2 separate regions of the Mus musculus genome follow, and region 2 is linked to region 1. Evidence: chromatin contacts called from public promoter capture Hi-C data. All regions are on one chromosome and are shown on one strand. The core of a region is the stretch at or near the end of the contact, and the rest is flanking DNA. Distances in the headings are between cores, read along the strand shown.

Region 1 (2,949 bases), core at 181-2,680:
CACACACAGAGAGAGACAGACAGACAGAGAGAGAGAGAGAGAGAGAGAGAGAGAGAGGTAAAAGGCCAGGTGTGAGCCCTTGCTTGCTGGCTCCAGGCTTACTGACCAGCCTAGCTGAATCCATGAAGCCCAGGCTGAGAGACCCTATTTCAAAAAGAAACCAAGTCAGCCAGCTCCTTAGAAACATTATCTTTGGTTGAATGCTAATGTATCCACACATACACAAACACAGGGTCGGGTGGGGTGGAGACCTTTAAGTAATTACATCAACACAAAACTTGAAAAAGTGAAAGAACTGCTTCTGGGGAGGAAACACTGCCCTGAAAGCTCCACAGCACACCACCCAAAAGCTTGAAGGCAGAACTTGTCAGCAAGTCTCTGTCTTCCCATCCCAAAGCACAGAGCCTTGTGCCCACAAACCAGATAGATATAGATGCACCTACTGGATCAAATGGGCACAAGGTCAGCACCTGTTGCACTCTGCCAGGCACTTTATTCTCCAGCAACCCCACACCACCACCAACACACTGATGTTGTGGTGTTCCGCCTAGGAAAAATGCTGTCAGAAGTTGAGAGAACTTGTGTGATCCCAAGGTCATACAACTAGTTAAGAGGCCTTTGCATATGCATAAACTCCTGACAAGTGGGGAGTAGAGCCCGAACCCTCTGGTCCACCGAGAGGGTTCCAGAGAGCCCTCACCCCAGCAGATCCCAGGCTAGCAAATCTTAGGTCTTGGGGGTCAACTTGACCAGAGAAAATGGCTTGAAGGCGGCTTCTGGCTCTCATGAAGTCAAGGTCTTTGCCACAGGGGCCACTCTCCACCTTGAAAATTATTCTCTTCTCTCTTTCTGATCCGTTCTACAAATCCACTTCTATCTACAGTCATGTTTATCCCGTACTGTGGAAAATCCCAGTACTGAACCCAGCGTTTTGGGCGCTCAATAAATGTGCAGTAAGTTCGGAAGGGTCCAAAGCATTGCTCAGAGATGATAAACGGGTCAATGAAACCTTTCATTCATCAAGTGTCCTAAGCAGCAGCAAGCCATGCTGTGCACAGGTGCGGAAACTTACTACTCCGCTCCCAAGGCGTTCCCCGCGCCACAGCCTCGCACAAGGGGCCAGCCTTCCAGCCGCAACCCATCCCTCCGGTGGAGGAGCACTCGGGTTTCTATCGGGGATCAGTCGGGATGCCCTCCACTGCCTCAGCTTCTTTCACTGAACCCCGAGGGCTGTGACCCACACTGACCTGGCGCCTTCGCCCAGTTCCCCATACGTGTTGTAGTTCACGGTCATGATCTTCACAGACTCCTTGAATACCACGTCCCCGCGACCCAGGTACTGCAGCGTACGGCGGATCGGGAAGCGACCCTTCATCGGCATGGTGGAAGTCAGGAACTCCTCAAGCCGCGGACCAGCGCGGCTCCGGGAATCTTGGGAGGCACTTCCCGGCGGCCAGCGCGGCCGCGGGGCAGCCTGGGACTCGTAGTTTGGGCCCGGGCTCGCAGCCGCCTCAGCGTTGGGAATCAACCTGTCGTTTTTGTCTTCACAGAAACCAATTATCTTCTCCCAAGATCTCCAGTTCTGAAGTGAAGAGCTTGACGGAAAAGTCGCTGTTGATTCAAAGGGAAAACTTATTTGCAAAGGAGGAAAGAGTGGCTTGCTCTGGCGCGTCAGGGTCTGCCTCAAAGGACTCTGCTTAGAGGAGGGGGTCGTTCGCTTGTTAAGAGTGGTTGTGACAGATATGACAAGTCAACAATCAACATGTCACTCTGCGCTGCATTTTTTTTTTTAGGATTTATTTTTACCTTACTGTTTTGCTTGTGTGTTGTGGCTGTGCACCACATACACGCAGTGCCCGCAGAGGCTGGAAGAGGGCGTTGGGTCCCCTGAAATTGACCTTACAGAGCTGTGAACTGCCATGTGGGACCTCTAAAAGAGCAGCAAGTGCACTGAACTGCTAAGCCATTTTTCCAGCCCCACTGTAATTTTTAATCGCTGTTTATGGCTGAAATTAATTTTTCTATAGGATTCTCAAGATTTTTTCCCTTTGTAATTATGTAAATTTTCAACTGACTTCCCAGGCTTCATAGATGAACTGTCTACTGATAAGCCCATTAGAGCATTTTTCATCTGTTAATCTTTTATTCTAGTATTTTTTTTTCAAAACTTAAGTGTTCTTTCCTCTGCTCAAATAATCCAACAATTCTAGACATGTCCTGTGCACACATGAAGGCTGGGGGAAAAGTGTCCTGCTGTGTTTCTGTTCTCTTAGTAAGCTCCAGCAATTGGGATTGTAACCCACACTTCTGGGGTTACAGGCACAGATGATCTCACCTAGATTTTTACATGGATCCTGGGATCAGAACTCAGACCCTCAAGTACTCTTACCCACCGAGCCATCTCCCCAGCTACCAAATTGTAAATTGTTTTAGTTTTTTTTTTTTTACTTTATGTCTATATTTTTTAAAAGATTTATTAATTTTATTTATGAGTACACTGTAGCTGTCTTCAGACACACCAGAAGAGGGCATCGGATTCCATTACAGATGGTTGTGAGCCACTATGTGGGTTCTGGGAATTGAACTCAGGACCTCTGGAAGAACAGTCAGTGCTCTAAACCACTGAGCCATCTCTCCAGCCCCTATGTATGAGTGTTTTGCCTGCATATATGTGAACACATCACTAATAAGCTTCAGCTATAACTACATGTCTGAAGAGGAAGGTAAGCTTCTAGAGCATACCCTTGAGAGTGCAGCAGGCGGCTGCAGGGTATCTAATCACACTGTGAGCCCCACAATGGTGTTACTTACTGGAAAAACCTTTTTTAGTTGTGGTATGGCTCAGTCTCAGCACACACCTTTAATCCAAGAGCTGCTTCAATACTGTAAACGGGATTAAATAAAGTCAACCGTAGATCAAGAGGAGGAACAGCCAATTAACAGGAAATG
Region 2 (2,861 bases), core at 304-2,803, 5.0 Mb after region 1:
CACATTTTTTAAGATAGCAAAATTACCAAAACTCTGCAATTAGAAGCTTATGGAAAGGGTACACAGACTTCCTGAGGAAGAAAAAAAAAAAAAAAACAACTCAAGAAGCCCTTTAATAAAATCTGCCTCTTAACGTGATTCCACAGCTATGAGGAATGAAGAGTGTTGGGGAAACTGAACTGGGAACAGAGTTTTACATTTATTTGTTCAGTGTGTGAAACCAGAAAACAAAGCTTAAGGCAAGATTAGGTCTTCGAGGTAGCTAATTAGCATCCTCACGGATACCAGGGTTTAACTTTGCCTCTTGAAAAATGTGGTACAAAATTATAGTAACCACACATCCACTTAAACTATTCCTATTCTTCAGACCCATGTTGTTTTGTAATCTAAAACACAACAGATGATCAATGAAAATAGCATTCAAGAAAGCATATTCCATTTCAGACAACCTGCCCTCTAAAATAAATTATACAGCACTATCCATGTCTCAGATTTCGCCCGGGGCGGGGGATAATGAGTATCTTTTTATTTGAAACATCTGATCTTAAGTTTAGTAACTCCAGCTCTGGGGTCCAACCACAAAAAGGCGAGCTTCCCAATAGCAAGGTGCCACAGAGAATGAAATAAGATCACGATATATCTACAGTCATACATAAACTACGTTATCAATGATTCAACTTAGGTCCCGAGTTTTCAACAATGTACATCTAAAACCAGAAACCACAGTTAACTTTCATCCAAAGGTTTGCCCCAGTGTCTGTTGCTACACACGAAAAGTGCTCCAGACTCCCTTAGACGTAAAGACACAAGCAACCGAATAATCCTGGAAAGAGTAATTTCAGTTCATCTGAAAGATCTGGTGCTGCAAAAAGGGCTACAGTTGGGAACTCTTGGAGCACAAATTCTCTTGGGACTCTGCCCCGTACAGACTGTGCCTCACCTGGAGAAAGTTATGCATTCTGAGTTTCGGTTAGCTCCTCTGTAGAACACGGGGTCTACCATCCCTGACTCGGGTTGTTTTGAGACGGTGAACTTTTTGTAAACAAAGTCTTTTGTGTTCCTTAAACGCTTCCCGCGGGGCTCCGGGACTGGGGATTTACAAGGCTCGGACCTAGGGCGCCAAGGCGGAAGACGCCTAGCAATTGGGGATCTGGGGCTGTGCTCCTGACTCTGTAGTCAGGGGCCTGGGGCCAGGACCAGAGCTCGAGCTGACACCTGAGGTCAGCAGGACCCGCACCGGGGCCGAGGCGTGCGGGACTGGGGTCCGACAGCAGGCAGGCAGGCAGGCGCGACACCCCGGGACCCGCTTACCCGGCTCGCCGTACGGGATGGCCTCGGCCCAGGCGCTCGGCTCCTCCTCCTGGATGTCCAGGACCCTGTCGATGGACTTCTGGGCCTGGGACAGGGCCTGCTTGGCGAAGCTGGACAACTGCGAGGCATTGAACCAGCTCATGGCCCCTCCTCAGCGCCGGCTCCGGCCGGCTCCGGCGGCCTCAGCGGCGGCCCCGGCCCCACCGCCTCCCGCGGCCGCGCGGCGCTGCGAGCCTTCCGCACAGCTGAGCCGGGCCCCGCCGCGCATGCGCCGCCCTTCCACGTACACAACCACCAGATCCGGGAGCCGAGTTCCGCCCAGACGGAAGGACGGAGGCGGTAGCGTGAAGCCACATCCGGGAGCGGAGCGGAGCCCTTAGTTACCAGCCGCCTCTGGGCTTCATGGCCGTTCTCAACTGAGGGACGCGATCTGCGCCGAGGCCCAGACCTCCGGGAGCGACCAGAGCCGCGTGTGCCTCGCTATAATCCCGGCGGCTAGGCCTCACACTTATTAATCTTGGTACTCAAAAAGTAGTTGGCCAGTTCTCGCCTGGCCTGGATGTCTATGCCTGACTTGATGGGCACGGTCCCCAGGTCCTGGAACATTAACAGATGAAACCACCTCCCTCTCAACCTAATTCTGTCATCTGAATGGCGTTCATCAGCACACTCCTATGTTAAGAGGTGGGGCTTTAAGGAACTTTCTGGGTCACGAGATGACTGTGACACCCACGGGAAAGAGATGAATGCCCTATTAAGAGGTGCCTACGCCCTCTCAAGCATAACATACCAAGGTCACGCCAGCCATGAACTAGAAATAGATGGCTCTCATCAGCTGTGCTCGTCTTGGACCTCCCAGTCACAAGAACAGTAAAAATCAAGTTTCTGTAGCCTATGAGCCAGCCACTTTATGGCAGTTTGTAACAGCGGTTTGGATGGGTTAAGCCACTTGGCAAGCAATAAAATATTAACCCATCAGTACATACTGTGCACACTGCCTAAAAGATACAGCTTGTATGCTCTCTTTCCCACACTTGGTCATGGGAGAAAATTTAAAGTCGATGGCCTTCCTTGTCCAGTCAGCAGCTGTTTGGTTTGGTTCTAATAATGCTAAAGAAAAATTTTCTACCAGCATTTAAAGGCTAAATTTAATTCAAGCATTAGCCCTTTGTGAAAAGAGACTCCTACCCTACACAAAGAACCACGGGTACTTAAGGAATGCCGAAGCTAGGAATGGGGTAAATCTTCCCCTGGGAAGGTTACACACTACCAAATGAGCAGCCCCGAAATCATCATACAGACTGAGGGTTGTACTAATTAATGCATTTGAGAACGCATATGTATACACACTTATATACTTAACAGTTAATAAAAGAGACTTAATTTGAGAGAGAGCAATAGAGGTCTATGAAAAAGTTTAGAGGGACGGAAGGGAAAGGGGAAATGTAATTTTATCCCCCAAAACATTCCCTAGGACTACCAGAACTACTAACAGGATGGCTTAAAATGACAGAAATGCTTTTGTGGTTTGGAGCCAGAAGTCTGAAGTT

Evidence for each region. Promoter capture Hi-C pulls out the DNA fragments that hold promoters and counts their contacts.
Region 2: a promoter capture Hi-C map of liver shows a contact between it and region 1, with 2.8 times the contacts expected there. The contact joins the promoter of Tmf1 here to the promoter of Mrps25 in region 1. A contact is called at or near these places in 3 of 39 promoter capture datasets (cranial neural crest, liver and pre-B cells).

Annotation. Positions count from the first base shown.
Region 1 is chr6:92,182,593-92,185,541 of GRCm38.p6, forward strand. It overlaps Mrps25 (mitochondrial ribosomal protein S25), which reads right to left and starts at 1,431. Exons shown (of 4, transcript NM_025578.4): 1 at 1,248-1,431. The coding sequence starts at 1,381.
Region 2 is chr6:97,177,571-97,180,431 of GRCm38.p6, forward strand. It overlaps Tmf1 (TATA element modulatory factor 1), which reads right to left and starts at 1,554. Exons shown (of 17, transcript NM_001081111.2): 1 at 1,312-1,554. The coding sequence starts at 1,453.